Regions from separate parts of the Mus musculus genome. Here region 1 is linked to region 2. The links are chromatin contacts, called in public HiChIP or PLAC-seq maps. All regions are on one chromosome and are shown on one strand. Each heading gives the region's core, a stretch centred on a gene start, on an enhancer-like site or on the middle of the called end of the contact. The rest is flanking DNA. Distances are from core to core; before and after follow the strand shown.

What was found. HiChIP or PLAC-seq counts read pairs in DNA pulled down with a chosen protein or histone mark.
Region 1: an H3K4me3 HiChIP or PLAC-seq map of embryonic basal ganglia shows a contact between it and region 2, with 3 times the contacts expected there. The contact joins two enhancer-like sites. A contact is called at or near these places in 1 of 15 datasets of contacts at CTCF or cohesin (embryonic stem cells), 17 of 484 Hi-C or Micro-C datasets (the G1E-ER4 cell line, embryonic stem cells, epiblasts and 5 more), 9 of 115 datasets of contacts at active chromatin or transcription factors (embryonic basal ganglia, embryonic forebrain, embryonic hindbrain and 4 more) and 2 of 9 other capture datasets (embryonic stem cells and embryonic tail).

The regions. Positions count from the first base shown.
Region 1 is chr4:124,669,142-124,676,154 of GRCm38.p6, reverse strand. No RefSeq gene overlaps it. Among named protein-coding and RNA genes, the nearest start is that of Gm38545, 4.5 kb to the right of the region's middle. Within about 2 kb of position 3,509, at least 48 of the 459 cell types and tissues checked have an H3K27ac peak or open chromatin away from gene starts, as enhancers often do. A contact at or near this core is called in embryonic basal ganglia and epiblasts, where this site is marked.
Region 2 is chr4:124,439,388-124,446,886 of GRCm38.p6, reverse strand. No RefSeq gene overlaps it. Among named protein-coding and RNA genes, the nearest start is that of Gm31830, 8.0 kb to the left of the region's middle. Within about 2 kb of position 3,361, at least 19 of the 459 cell types and tissues checked have an H3K27ac peak or open chromatin away from gene starts, as enhancers often do. A contact at or near this core is called in embryonic basal ganglia and epiblasts, where this site is marked.

The DNA of each region.
Region 1 (7,013 bases), core at 2,260-4,759, 230 kb before region 2:
GGGACCACAACACCCAATGTGTTTGAAGTAGTTTCCAGGCTGGAGGTAGTCAGAGTCAGAGGAACAAGACTAGGTAGATCCTTGGTGGCTGTCTCTGGGGCCCGAGGATTCTCTTGCAAGAGTAGCAAGTGCTCTTAACTGTTGAGCCACCTCTCCAGTCCCTTGCTTTTATTTTTTAACGTGGCTTCGTGCTAGCCTGAGCTGCTTTCAAGCTTTTGTTATTCTGCCTCCTCACAAGTGTTGGAATTACAGTTATAAGCCACCATGTGAAGAGTTCTTAAGGGGAGAGAGATTGGTGGTCCCTTGTTACTAACCCATCCCAGGCTCCAGCCCCATGCATTCTTAGAGTAGACCACAGCCTTTAGGCAGGTCGACAGACTGGCTGGGAACAGGAGACAGTTTGTTTTCTTTGTGACCGCTTTCTTAGGCTTGGGGTGGTTTGGCCTGTTGATGTGGCACACCATACTGGCTGTGCCATAGGGCTGGGGCAGCATGTGGAAGTGGAGAGCGTTTCTGTGACTCAGTATCCCTGTTTGGTTCATGTTGGCGTAAGCTAAAATAAGTCTTTAAAGCAGCAGCCACCTGAAGCCTGTAGAACTTGCAGATCCTCCCAAGAGAGAGCCCCTGAGGCCAGACCAGTCAGCTTATAGCCACATTTGAGGGTCCGAGTCAAGGCCTTGTTTTATTTTTTTGATATAAGAAAAGAATTGGCTGGGCAGTGATGCTGCATGCCTTTAGTTCCAGCACTTGGGAGGCAGAGGCAGGCAGATTTCTGAATTCAGGCAAGCCTGGTCTACAGAGTGAATTCCAGGACAGCCAGGGCTACACAGAGAAGAGAAACCCTGTCTCCAAAAAAAAAAAAAAAAAAAGAGAGAGAGAGAAAAGAAAAGTGGTGGGTGGGAAAGAGCCCAGCAGGTGGCGCTGCTGCCTCTCTGCTGGGCTGGTTAACAGCGAGTTTCTCCCAGAACCTCCTTGTCCCCCAGAGATGCTGAGTATGGATTTGTTTATTGAATTTAATGCCACGGAAGAGCACTCCATGAAAAAGATCTTTCCTTTTAGTTTGAATGTATCGTGGCTTTCTCACTTTTAATGAGGATCCTGTAGGGACCATTAGGGTCTTTCCCAAAGCCTCAGGTTTCCCAGTGATCGGTCCACCGGGATGTGGTAGGGGTTTTTCCTTTTGTGAAGTTCTGAGAGGTTGACTTGTGGCTTGCTGTCTCCCGGTGCTGCTGGCTGTGGGTCACTGAACAACCAAAGCCGCACGTCCTTCATCGGGGAAAGCCGTGTGCAGACTGTTTGCTCGGCATGACAGCGGAGGCCGGCTAGGCCAGGGCCTGCCAGGCCAGGGCCTGCCAGGACTTGAAACCATGAGGCGAGTAGGTGTGTGGTTCTGGGCTCTCTCTTCCTCCCAAAGCTATCTTGGCTTGCCAGTTCCCAAAGCCTCATGCACAGAGCACTGGGAAGGGTGTACTGAGCCTGGGGTGAGAACCCTGGGCCCAAACTGCCGATGAACGGAGGGCTGGGGGTGGGCTGTCTGAGGCTGAGCTGGCAGGTTTCTTGGCTTTTTGCAGCTGCCTTCTGGGGTTAGACGGTGCACTCTCTAGCCAGCCAGGTCATGGGGCCTCCTTGCTGGCACAGTCCCCACTGGCTTCTGGGCCTGTAGAGAATGGATGCGGGAACAACCGTGTGCAGTTGTAACAAGGAAAGGCATAGAGGCTGTGTGCTTAGGTCTGTGGCCTGGGGGATCACTCGGTGGTAGAGCTCTGGCTTAGAATATGCAAAGCCTGGACCAGAGCCTTAGCCTTCCAAAGCCCAAGTCTGAGACTCTGGAGCCCAGAAGAGGCAGTCCTGGTTGTACATACTTCTGCCTGCCTCCCCTAGAAGGCCAGGCCAAAGGAAACATCGCTCCCGCGGCTCCTGACTCCAGTAAGGAACTGCTTTGCCTTCTCTCCCCAGGCCCTCTGGTATGGCATTTTGGGAAGTCTTGTCTCAGTTACATCTCCTGTCCATCTGCTCTGCCTGACTTGATGGTCCTAGAAAAGGCGATGGCCATATCCTGACATAGGAGGAACACCCAGGTGCTGGGAGGTCCCGCAGTCTGTCCCCGGCAGGTAGAGGCTAGTCTGGAGTAGAACTGAGGATCTAGGCAGGGGGCTGCTGCTTTGGGGGATTTAAGGAAGGTGGGAAGGAAGGCGTCTCAGGTCTTCATTGTCTGTCACCTGATGGCCACGCTCAGATCACCAGTGTTAACGAAACCCTGGTGCCTGGAGGCAGGTGGGTACTCCCCTCCCTTGCCCTGAGCCAGTCTGACTAATTTACAGCTTTTTATTTTTCTTTGTTACCCCCAAAGGCTTCTTTCTGAGGTGACAAATGGTGGGGGTGGGGGTTGGTTTCAAGTTTTCACATTACTGAGTGGAAATAACACCCCATCCACACAACCTTTCTATTTAAAAAAAAAAACAATCAAAAGCCAAAACACAAACAAACAAACAAAAATCAAAAACCAAACCAAACCAAAAGCAAAAAGCAGCTCCTACAGAACAGGCAAGCTTCACCTTGAAAGCACTGAACAAGTCCCCATCTTTGGCCTTCTTTTGCTCAGAGAACTGAAGAGTTCAGAGGAGAGGGCTGAGCAGTGGCAGGGACCACCCCTCTAGAGGTGGCAGCACCTGCCATTTTGCTAAAAGTTAGGGGAAGACCTTCTGTTCCTCCAGCTCCGGGTTTGCATGGGTTCCCATGGCCTGTGGTAGAGTGCAGGACGCGCGGGACTGTCAGCTCAGGGTGAGGAGGGACGGAGTGGGGAGGAATCGGCTCTCTTCCTTAGCTAATTTGATCCTGTAGGGCCGGGACTAATGTCTCTCCCTGAGAGAGGGCTCTTTAGGTAGAGAGGTAGGTGGGAAAACACAGGCTCCATCTGGCACGTAGAGACTGGGGAGGGGGTGCCACCCCCTCCTGTCTTTGGCTGGTAGCATTATAAACTACCCCCTGCCAGGGGCAGATGGCCTCCATGGCAGATGGAGACTAGGCCAGCAGTGGGATGGGCTTCCTAGCCTCAGCCTGGCCTCCTCACAGGCTAATAAGACAACCAAGGAGGCAGTGACAGGACAACTTCCCTCCTCCCCCCCACTCCCGCCCCCATCTCTCCCCTCGCGTGTGTACGGGCACGTGTGCGCATGCGCACCCCCCCCCTTTTTTTTTTTTTTTAAACTAGTCTGTGGAAGAAGTAAGGCGCTCCCAGATAGAGCCAGTGGATATCAAGACACTGTTTACTCTGTAGTTTGGGGTGGCAGGTGCTTAGGCCTAACACTGCCCACCTGTCTGGGTTCCTGATGCTCCGCATCGTTGGTTCTCCAGCGAGGCTGATAGTCTCTGGGGTTGGGAGACTGCTGCCGCTAGAGCTCAACTTGCTAGATGAAGATCCTTTCCTAGGTCCCCAGAGCATGGGCCTGGGCAGCAGCTCCTCCCCGAGGACGCACCCCTTTATTATGCGTTCCTGCCCCCTCGCTGCTCAGGCAGGCAGCGGCCTTCATTAGCCAAGGAGCCGGGGTCTGTTTTGGCTGCCTCATCAGCATCAGTGAACTGCGTCCCTGCGAGATTTGATACAATTTAATTAACCTAATTAAAAGCTCTGATTGCAGAGATGATTGGGGTAGCGCCAGCAGCGACTGCATATTTATAATGAGCTGCAAGGTGTGGGACCGCAGCCAAACGCCACGCATCCTAATGAGCGGGAGCCGGGAGCCAGGGAGCGGGAGAAGGAACGTTTATTTTTGGCAACAATGCCCAGTTCCTCCCTGCCAGGGAGTCAGAGACCCAGGGAGCAGAGACCGACCTGCCCACCACTCTCTTCTGCACAAGGTGAAAGCAGAAATGTGGGCTTTTCCTGCAGGCGGTGTTGCGCCTTTGGACACCCCCCACTTGCCCGGAACTCGGTGCTAGGGTCTCTGTTTGCAGAGTGGGGGTGGGGTGGCCGGGGCCCTTCCGCTGTTTCTCTCCATCTCTGGGAGCTCGGGACCACCTTCAGAGCCGTTCTGAAGACACAAGGTCCTGACTCATTTCCAGGCTCTCCTCTTAAATTTGTAAAAGGAAAGGAGGCCAACCAAGACAAGCTCAAAGGTGAGGCGAGATGTCAGAAAAGGGGTCTGAATGTCCAAGAGTCCCAAGTGAGGATCCTGGGCCTAGAGCAGGTAGGAGAAACAGCAACATAAACTCCCTGCTCATTCTACAAGTTGGAGTCTGGTATACCCAGCTCCTGGCTCCCTCCGAGGACCCTGCCCACCTCCCCTGGACTCTCCTCTCCCACTGCCTCTGTCTAGGGGAAATCTCGGTTTGTCTGACTCAGCGCTTCCGCTGTAAATCACATCTAATAATAACGAGAGTGAGAGCTGAGGCAGAGATGCTGTGGGTGAAGGGACGCACTGCCCAGGTGTTAAGGGGGCAGGGGTCCCTCGGTGAGCTCCAGAAGCCTTCATCAGAGGCCAGGAGGGAGAAGCAGGAAGTGGCCTTCTAGCCCCCTAGTCCCTCCTGTTCTGGAGTGTTCTTTGTATGTATGGGTCATGAGCTCAGCCAGGCTGGCCCAGCCCCCCAAAACTGTGAGCACTGCCAGGACAAGATGAGATTTGTCCCCAGCCCACCTTGCAGACTTGCAGCTTTTTAGCACCCTTATCAATCTTCTCTGTGGGTTTAATCATCTCTCTGTCATCCTGCAGGGCCAGCCCTCCCCTTCTGGAGCTCTTCAGCCCCAGCCCCTCCCCCAGGCACAACCCTCTTCCCTCACCTGACACCCCTGGTAAGAGAGACACAGTGGACCAGGGTGGTTTGGCCTTACATTTCAGTGGTAAGGGCTGAGTCAGGGGCTAGCTTTAAAGAAAACATAGGACTTTGTATTGCAGAGAACTGGCAGAGAACGTGCCCTACCTGGGTCTCCATTTGACTCCATTTCAGACTGGGTAGGATAAAGCCTAAAGGTTGGCCATGACCTTCAGCCTGGACTTGAGAGACTCCTGTGCAGGTGCAGTTTATGTTCTCGCCAACCCTGGCCTTCTTGGGGGGCTCAGGAGCCTGTGGCTAGGAACCATGAGCCCATGACTTTGTGGGCATCTTGGGAAAGAGGGTACACAGGAGTCAATGGGGCCTGTGTTGTGGTCCAGGCTGGGAGCCAGGACACAAGGGGCTCCGGGGCGCGTCCCAATGCTGACGTGCAAGATGACCTTCAGGGCCATATTTCAGCCTTCTTTGCTCTCTCTTTCCCCCCAGAGCATCTGTGGAATGGGTGAGGTGGGGGGGGGGCTGGGGTCACATGATGGCATATCTGCCCCGAGGAGAACAGAGGAAAGGAGGCCCTTCCTCCCTTTGCTCCCTCTCTCAATGCCAAGGGAGGGCCCTCCTCACCACTTCTTGAGGATCATGTGAAGTCTCAAAGAGGAATGGGGTCCTGTAGGGCATCGACGATGACATCATCATCATCATCACCACCACCACCACCATCATCATCATCATCATGCTTGAAGGACTCCCCAGTGGAAGCATTTCTTTGGGAGCTTATTATGGCTCTGGAGATTCACCAGCTCGCCTGGGCTGGAGAGGGTTTTCCCCCTACCACACACAGAGGCTGGGCTCTGGGAGACAATGGAGTGTTGACAAAGCCTCAGTCCTGGTCTCACATGACCTGACCAGGGTTGTGGGTGGACTGCACGTGGCCAAGCCGCCAGAGCTGACCTTTGGTCACTGGCTAGAGAAGAGAGGAAGCCATGAGGTCTCCTGCCCACTCAGTACCCTGGGCACCCTGCCACCCGACCCCAGGAACTGCCCTCTGGGCACACACTCTGCCCTCCCACTACCTTCCTTTCAGCCTTCTGTTCCACCACGGGTGAGAGTGGACGCATTCTGAATGTATTCGTGTGTGTCCGGCTGACTGTGAGGAGGGAGCACACGTGGGCTGAATGAGAGAGAGAGAGGGAGAGAGAGAGAGAGAGAGAGAGAGAGAGAGAGAGAGAGAGAGAGAGAATCATGTCTGGGAGTTCTTCTCAATCAGGAATGAAGAAGACCTGACTTCTCTGGGGTCTAGCACCAGTGACGAGGCCGGGCTTTCTACTTGGTCTCATGCTTTGGTCTGGGTCTGGCAGCGGCAGAGGCTGGGTCTCCTGGACACATCTTGTTTCATCCAGGAGGCCAGGCTCAGTGTTATTTTCAAACATAAAAAGGGATAAAGTTGGCATGGTGGCTCACACTTTTTTTTTTTTTTTTTTTAAATTTATTTATTTATTATATGTAAGTACACTGTAGCTGTCTTCAGACACTCCAGAAGAGGGAGTCAGATCCCATTACAGATGGTTGTGAGCCACCATGTGGTTGCTGGGATTTGAACTCTGGACCTTTGGAAGAGCAGTCGGGTGCTCTTACCCACTGAGCCATCTCACCAGCCCGGTGGCTCACACTTTTATCCCAGCATTTGTGAGGCTGAAACAGGAGAATCTTGGGTTGAAGGCTGGTCTGGGTCACGTAGCAAGAACCCGCCTTGAAGTGAACCAAACAAAAACAACAACAAAAAGCCAGAAGACTTTGAGGGGGTTGTATAAGTATTGTACTCAATGAATAAACTGGAAAGGCAATGAGTGAGGACGCAGGGCATGTACACGCACACACATGTACACATACACCCTGCACACATGCACTTCAACACATATGCCCACGCACGATGCATAGATGGAATTAATATACATGGAACGTCAAGAGAGCCAGTCTGGTTCTGAAACAGGTTTCTCTTTCTTTCCCCTCTCACTACAATTCTAAGGTAAATGTAGCAATGGGTGTTGTCTCTAGAGAATCTTCCATGATGTCCCTAAGGTGTTGAGATGCAGGGCTTCAGAGGGGAGCAAGCCAGTACAAATGACTTGAGCGTGTGCTTAGGAGGCAGCCTGCCACCCGACTTTGTCTCATACCTGTACAAACATTATCGGAAAGGGAAAGTTTTTGGCTGTTGTTTGGTTGGTTGGTTTTGAGTCTTTCTTTAT
Region 2 (7,499 bases), core at 2,112-4,611:
TCCCCAAACGCTGCGCACCAGGAAATCTCCCAGTTTGGCTGCAGTTCAATGGTCTCGCCCGGGCAAGGCTGTTTAGCTCTGCTTTGTGCTATAGCAGCTGAGGCCTCACTGCGTGTGTCTCATCCTCCCTCTGGGGCAGGCTCTTCTAGAGGCAGCACTGGCAACATGCAATGCCTTCTAAGACTCAGGCTTAGATTTGCACATAGACACTGTCCGCTCCGGGCTACTGGCCAACGTTACTGAACCCAAAGTGAAGAGACAGAGATGAGTTCCTTAGCTGGGATATAGGGGAGGACTGAAAGAAGGGCTCCAAGGAGGTGAGTGTCAGCTGTCTGTCACAGTGACAAAACTCCCAAGAGAGCCAGTTTAAAGGAGAAAGGATTTATTTTGACTCACAGGGTTAGAAGTTTCAGGGCATGATCTGTTGGAGCTGTTGTTCGGGAAGCATGTGTCAGTGCAAAGCTGTTTATCTCATGTTTGGAAAAGGACAGAGGGAGGGCCAATACAGAGACACTGGGAGAGACAGAGGGAGGGAGGGAGGGGGAGGGAGGGAGGGAGAGAGGGAGGGAGGGAGGAGATAGATAGATAGATAGATAGATAGATAGATAGATAGATAGATAGAGTCAATATACTATACCCTTCTTCAAGAGATTTCTTTCCTTGACCAGGGCCCACCTCTTAATGCTTCTGCCCCCTCCCAACTCAGCCATTATCTGGGGACCAAGTCTTTCCCACAGGATCTTTTGCTGACTTTGCAGATCCAAGTCATAACAGTAGTACCATTTGCTATGATGGCTGGGAAAAGTGTCTCCAAACATGGCCAGGAAGCCAGGGGAGCTTGTGGGAAAGTCACCGTGGCTAGAGTTCCATGGCATGCAACTAAAGAGAGGTTCTAGGTCACACGGAGAGGTGAGGGATAGGAGGGGGCAGAAGGAATTACAACTTGGAGTCTCAATGAGGCCAAAGAAGCGAGACCGTGGAGGAGAAACTAGAATGGTGGAAAGTTTGGATTGGAGAGAGGGCTTTTTAAAATGGGGGATGTGGGAGGCAGCACAGCTTCAGGTTGTTCTAAAACCTCAGGTGTTGAAGGCAGCAAACTGGAGGCTAGGGAGGCCGAGAAGGGGAAGGTTGGGAAGGAACCATTCTCCATGAGCACACCCAAGATATGTAACTGCTAAGGCTGGGGCATGAGAACTCCAGTGACCCCTCTAAATGAGAGAGCGTCATCTGCGGAGCCCGGAAGAAGCCAAGGAAGTGAGGCCCAATGTCAAAGGACCTCCAGGAGCCCGAGGTCTCATATGGAAGAGAGACAAAGGTCATATTTATAGTCCATGATGCTCCTTGAGACTTAACCCATGAGATGAGTGCCCCCTGGCATGGGACCAGTCTCCTGTACCCCACTGTAAACCTCACTCCTCTGCTGCTCACTGACCCAAACCAGAACTCCAGACCTGGTCCAAGAGTTGGCCCATTTCCTCTTCCCACTCTAACTCATATTAATTTTATGTCATAAATATACTTCCATTCATTCCTCACTGGGGCTCAGGGAAAACACCCCAAAATACCTCAGAAGCTACTTCAAAAGAAAATTTCTAACTAGTCTGCTGCCTGGTTCTCACAGTCCTTCTCCCCCAAGGTAAGGTGTTAACACTGAACAAGACTCAGCTAAGTGCTTGCTGCGCAACCATGAAGACATAGTTTTAGATCCCTGGCACCCATGTGCAGAAAGCTGGGTTTGGCGGTGTGCACCTGTAACCCCAGCTCTGAGGAAGCGTGCCCTGCGAGTCCAGTCAGTCTAGCCAAACTGGTGAGTTCCAGGTTCAGTGTGAGGCCCAGTCTCAAACAACAGGGTGGAGAGGAATAGAGGAAGAGACCTGCTGTCAGCTTCTGGTCTACACAAACACACACACACACACACACACACACACACACACACACACACACGAGAGCACGCATGAGCACACACACCTATAATTCCTCTTCTTCAGGGTGCGTGTGTAACCAGAATCCTGTCCCCTAAAGCCAAGCATAAAATGTTCTTTTCTAACCTCCCACCCACCTTTACATATAAGAGCCATCCAGAAAGAAATTTATTTTCTCATTTCCAAACAGCTCTGCATCTCTCATACCTAGGAGAACAGAATGCTACAGTGGGGGGTGGGGTGGGGCAGAAGACTCTGCAGACCTGCTCAGCTCCCCCAGAGTCCTGGCCCACAGTTTTCAGGGAGCCCTCTCACAGGTCACCCCCTCTTCTTTGATGCTAGAGATAAACAAGGGCTTTTGGGTCTTCACTGGGAAGGCTCGAGTCACCTAAACCAGCGAGCAAGTAAGTTTGTGGTGCTTTTCTCGGTTATCCGGTGTTTTTCTCTGTTATCCGGTGTTTTGCTCTGGGGTGCTGGTCATGACCTTTATGATGCACAGAAAGGAGACCTTTTCTTTCCGCTCTTTACCTTCTTCGCTTTTGTACCCCTTTTTGGCTTGCACTGCCCCTCAGTCCTTATTCTTCTAACCACACATCTGCCTCCTGTTTCTCCCCAGGAAATCCATTATCTGACACCTCAGGGAACCACTCCGATGTTGGCGGAATCCAAAATCACACTCTGCGGAGAAGCCAATCCTGACATACCTGCTTTGTCTCTCAGATGCATGAATACGCAAAAAAAAAAAAAAAAAAAAAAAAAAAAAAAAAAACAACAAAAAACCCCACGGATTTCTGAAACCAGCAGGGTGGTGGGTGGGGGCCTGGCACGAGGGATAAAGCTCAGGTATCCTCAGGAGGTGTAGGTCCCCCAAGTGGAGCTCAGCCTTGTCCCATTCTGGGGGGCCTTAACTCAGCGGGGTCTTGATGATGTGGTATGTGGAGGATTGCAGTACCCTGGCAGGACTCCCTGCCTCTGGTGTCCCCAGGGTTTTGCAGAGTGGATACAGGAGTGGCGGCGCAGACAGGGAGAGGATGCTGAGTGCGAGGGGTCTGGGGGAGGGGAGGCCAGATGGTGGGGGGGGGGGCTGGGGGGGTGTCGGAACGGTGAGGAGGGCTTGGCGGCAGCTGGGAGGAATCAATGCCTTTTCCCTCTCTGTGTTTGCGTGTGTTGCTATCCCTGCTCAGATGAAAGAAATTCAAATCGTTATTGATTCTCGCTGAGGGGGGAATGTAGGGGTCTGGCCTGGCTCCCTCACAGCTGCACCTAGGCCCTGCCCAGCCTCATTCTGCTGCTTTTGACACCTCTGCCCTTGCTCTGGGTTATGGCTCCAGCTTGGTCTTAGTATCTGTGCAGCATCCACCCTCCTCTCTGGCCTCTCTGTTCTTTTAGAGATGCCAAACAGCTTTTCCCTTAGCCCCAGGGGACTAGTCAGACCAGTGGGTAGCAAACTGTGGGGCCCGTGGGTCAATTCCAGCTCACAGCCTGCCTCCCACCCGTCGCCCGACATGCTGTCTGCTTTTTTTTTTTTTTTTTTTTTACATTTATAAAGAAAACCAAAAAGGAGTCTGGGACAGAGACCCGATGCACAGTCTGAAGTGTATGAAATATTTCTTACTAGACCTTGGCCCACAACATGCTTCGTGCAGCTTGTTCTCCGGCCTCAGCTTTAGTGGTGTGTTGCTTGCACTTAGGCAACTTGAGTAAACAGGCCCCTTCCCTGACAAACTCATCAGAGTCCCTAATCTCTACCTCCTAGGGTCAGGAAGCAGGCCGGCCGGCGGTCTCTCTCCACGCAGCCCAAGGTCTCTTTTGCCACAGTGTTCCACCCCCCAGTCTTCTTGCTGTTTGAATAAGGATGCTAACTATGCCTTGACTCTCCAGCTGTGTTACAGACTGGACAGTAGCCAAGGAACTGTGCTAGGGGTTAGGGACCCTGGGCACCCGTGCAGCTGCTGTGTGTACCTCCGGGTGCTGCAGCCACGGGTCACACAGCTCCTGACCTGGTGGTTACTGTAACGCTGTGCTTACACACAGCGTTACAGTTTTGTTGGCCAGGGCTGCAGAGCCCCATTGCTCCGGAGGCCCCGGGGGAGAGGCTGTCAGTCCTGACCTATCCTCCCCAGGTGGTCATCTTTGTTGAGTGACCTTAAGGGTTGCTGTCAGACCCCTTCTATACTCCAGCCCCCCTGGCTTTAAAATGGACTGAGTGTAGTTAGCTGCGAGGGCTCTTTCACGTGTTTACTGTAACATCATTTTGTGTATTTAGGAAAGGAAGAGACAGACACACCTAGACACAGACACAAATTGGGGGCAGGGAGAGAGAGACTGTTCTTGAGGCTGTTTTAGCTTGCCCCAGAGTTTCTGGCCCATATCACAAAGCAGAACAGAGCAGTGACCGGAGAAATGGGAGCCTTCAGTGGGGCCACCTGCTTTTTAGACTAAGTTTCTGTGGGTGGGCTCACTACAGCTCTTTAGATGGAAGAAAAACTGCTAGAGTTTGTCAGTATGGGGAATGGGCTGGTGGTGACTGCTATTCTGACATGTCTGTTTCAGTGGGCTTCTTGGGCCAGATGCCTTGAGTAAAAACTGGAGCTAGGGGTCATGGTCCTAAGGCCATATCCCATCCTGTAACACATGCACGAACGCACGCACGCGCACAAACACACACTCACAACTGGATGCTCTGGAATCAGGAATCAGCAGGAAGAGGCATTGATCGCCATTGGGAGGGGCCATGTGGGCTGCCTATCGATTCAAGGCCTGCCTCTCCCCAGCCCTCCCCCAGTGCTCCCCAGCAGGCAGTGTGAGACCCTCTTACCTTCTGCCTCTGACAGCTCAGCGGAGGAGAGGTGGGAGGGGAGCCAGAAATCTCCCTGATCCCTCTGGACAAAGAGACCTGACAGCTGCACGTAATTCGGGGCTCTGATAATCCCTAATCCCTAATCCGGCTCCATTTGCACATAAATGCAGTGCCTGGCTTCTGACCCCAGGGGTCCTGGGAGCTCTTTGGGGGTCTTGTGTCTCTTTATTTGCTCCGTGAATTTCCATTGGTTGGGAGACCCCTCTGGCCTCCAGATCACCGAAAAGAAGATTTCCCAAAGACAAGGCTTTCTCTGGGTGGAAGGGAATTTCTGTAAACGGTACTCCAGGCCCCCTGGAGGCTGAGGAGATGCCCACAAGGCTGCGGTGTGACTGGGAGGTCTTGGAGCTGGCTGGGGAAGCCTGTGGCCTCTGAGAAGCCTGGGGACTCTTGATGGAGACACAAGAACAATAGAACTTGCTGATGTGCGAGCAGGCCCTTGGTGGTCTTAGCAAAACTAGACATAGAGGTAACATTTCCTGAGAACCTACTGTGCGCCGAGCGGCACACTTAGTGCTTTACCAGCAGTATATTCTGTCTTGCCTTGGTAACTCTTTGGAACCTGGTGCAGAAGGGAGTTGCTCAAGAGAGCACACACTGGGAAGTGTGAGGGTGGAGTGCTTGGGGATGCAGGCTGTCTAGATGTGCAGAACCACCCTGTCTCCATCTTAGGCTTAAAAGCCATCTTATAATAAAGACAAACTAGGTTCATTCCTGGTCATGATTAAAACTCTGTTTCTCAAGGATTGGACTATTCTCTACTTGTAGCCTTAACTACATATTGTTTTGTATTGCCTGTTTCAGAAATGCCAATCATGTCTTAATTTTAAACATTGTTTATAACCATCTCACAACCCTTTGTTTCAGAAGGTTCTATGACCACCTATAACTACCTGTTGTATTGATTGATTGATTGATTGGGGTTTCTCTGTGTAGCCCTGGCTGTCCTGGAACTCACTCCGTAGACCAGGCTGGCCTTGAACTCGGAAATCCACCTGCCTCTGCCTCCCAAGTGCTAGGATTAAAGGCGTTCGGCCACCACTGCTCGGCTGTGATTATCTTGTTATGTTCACCTGGCAACCGTGGCTTTGTTTCAGAAGGAAACTAACTTGTTCTGTTTATGTTCTGCTTCTGTAACCCCGCCCATTTTGCTTGCTAGATCCCCCATTTGGAGACCCCCCTACCACTGTAAGAGACTTGACTTCCACACATCCAAATGCCGATCTCTCAAACCCTGCCTTAGGGGGAGGCAGCCTGCGTACACTAATGAAAACGCTTGCTTTGATTCATTTGGCCGTGATGACTTGGGTTGGTGGTCTTTCTCCTCTCCTCTGCGGGATTAACAAGATCCCTTCATTGCTGGCTCATCCTTCAGAAAAGAAAGGATGCCAGATACAGGCTGGGTCCCCTTCCCAGGGCTTTCTAGTGAATGGATAGGAGGTCAGATCACTTGGCCTCTGTGAATTTCATTGGTTGCAAAGACTCCCCTGGCCTCTTCTTGGTCACTAAAAAGGTTTCTCAAAGATGCAGCTGCACCCCTGAGTTTCTGTCCTCTGCTCTGAGTGAGGGAAGCCCCCTCTGAATTTCTCTGTATCTCTCTTCTGGCCACGCCCTCCTCTTAGAAAAGGACTCCTTGCTTCTGAGGACCTGCATGAAACCCTGCTTTTCTTGTTGACTATAATCATGTCCCAGGTTCTTGGGACACCAGGGCTCGCGCTCTCTCTCTCTCTCTCTCTCTCTCTCTCTCTCTCTCTCTCTCTCTCTCTCTCCCTTGGGCCGCGCCCCATTAAAAAGCAAGCTGCTTGTGCATGTTGGGGTTTTGGAGCCTGCATGGGAGTCTGTGGACTTCAAGGGTGGAAATGTGCACTGGATTTGTCAAGATAGTTCATGTATATTCAACATTTTCAGGAGCGTAGATTGCCATAAATGTCAAGAGGCATCTATTTGTAGCTTACTGAGGGCCTTACAGATATATAGGGTAACCTGGCCCAGATAAGCCTGGGTTCAGATTCTGGCTTCTCTTACAGCTGTGTAACCCTGAGGACATCCCTAAAATTCTGTGATCCCTCTTCTTCTCTCTGTAAAGTAACAGCTCTTCAGGGGTGTTGCAACCTAGGCAGGGTACAGCCAGGGGGTCTAGAAAGGGCTAGATTGAGTTCTCATTCCCGCCTTTACAGAGTTATAGTTAGCGCCCACCTTAACTTCCTATACCGAGGTATCTGAGGGGCAAAGTCGAGAGGGAGCAGGGTAACTGAGATCCGATCACCCCTCTTCCTGTGCAACCTTTTGCGGATTCCTCAGCCCCTCTGTCGCCTTTCCCGGTCTCTAAGAAGAGGTGTGGTTAGAAGCTGAGGATTAAGGAGACAGGTGTCTGAAGATGCCTTCCCTACCACGCACTGCAGCGCATTTCCTGGTCTTTCCCTGGAAGCCTCCTGTTTCTTTCTCTTGTTCTCTCCTGAATCTTCTCCTCACTCAGAGGTATAGCTATTCATGTCATTTACCCTGTACACCCACGTCAGGGGGTGGTTTTCCCCAGTGGGAAACTGAGGCTTGTGGAGGGCTGTAGGCTTTCCCAGGAAAGAGCTGGTGTTTTGTGTTATGCGGGAGGAGACAGAGGATTCCCATCACCCACCTGTCCCCTCAGAAGCTGTGCTCAGATATCTGCGGTGCAGTGGTTACAGACACCCCACCTTAAGGTAGGGACCCTCAACACACCT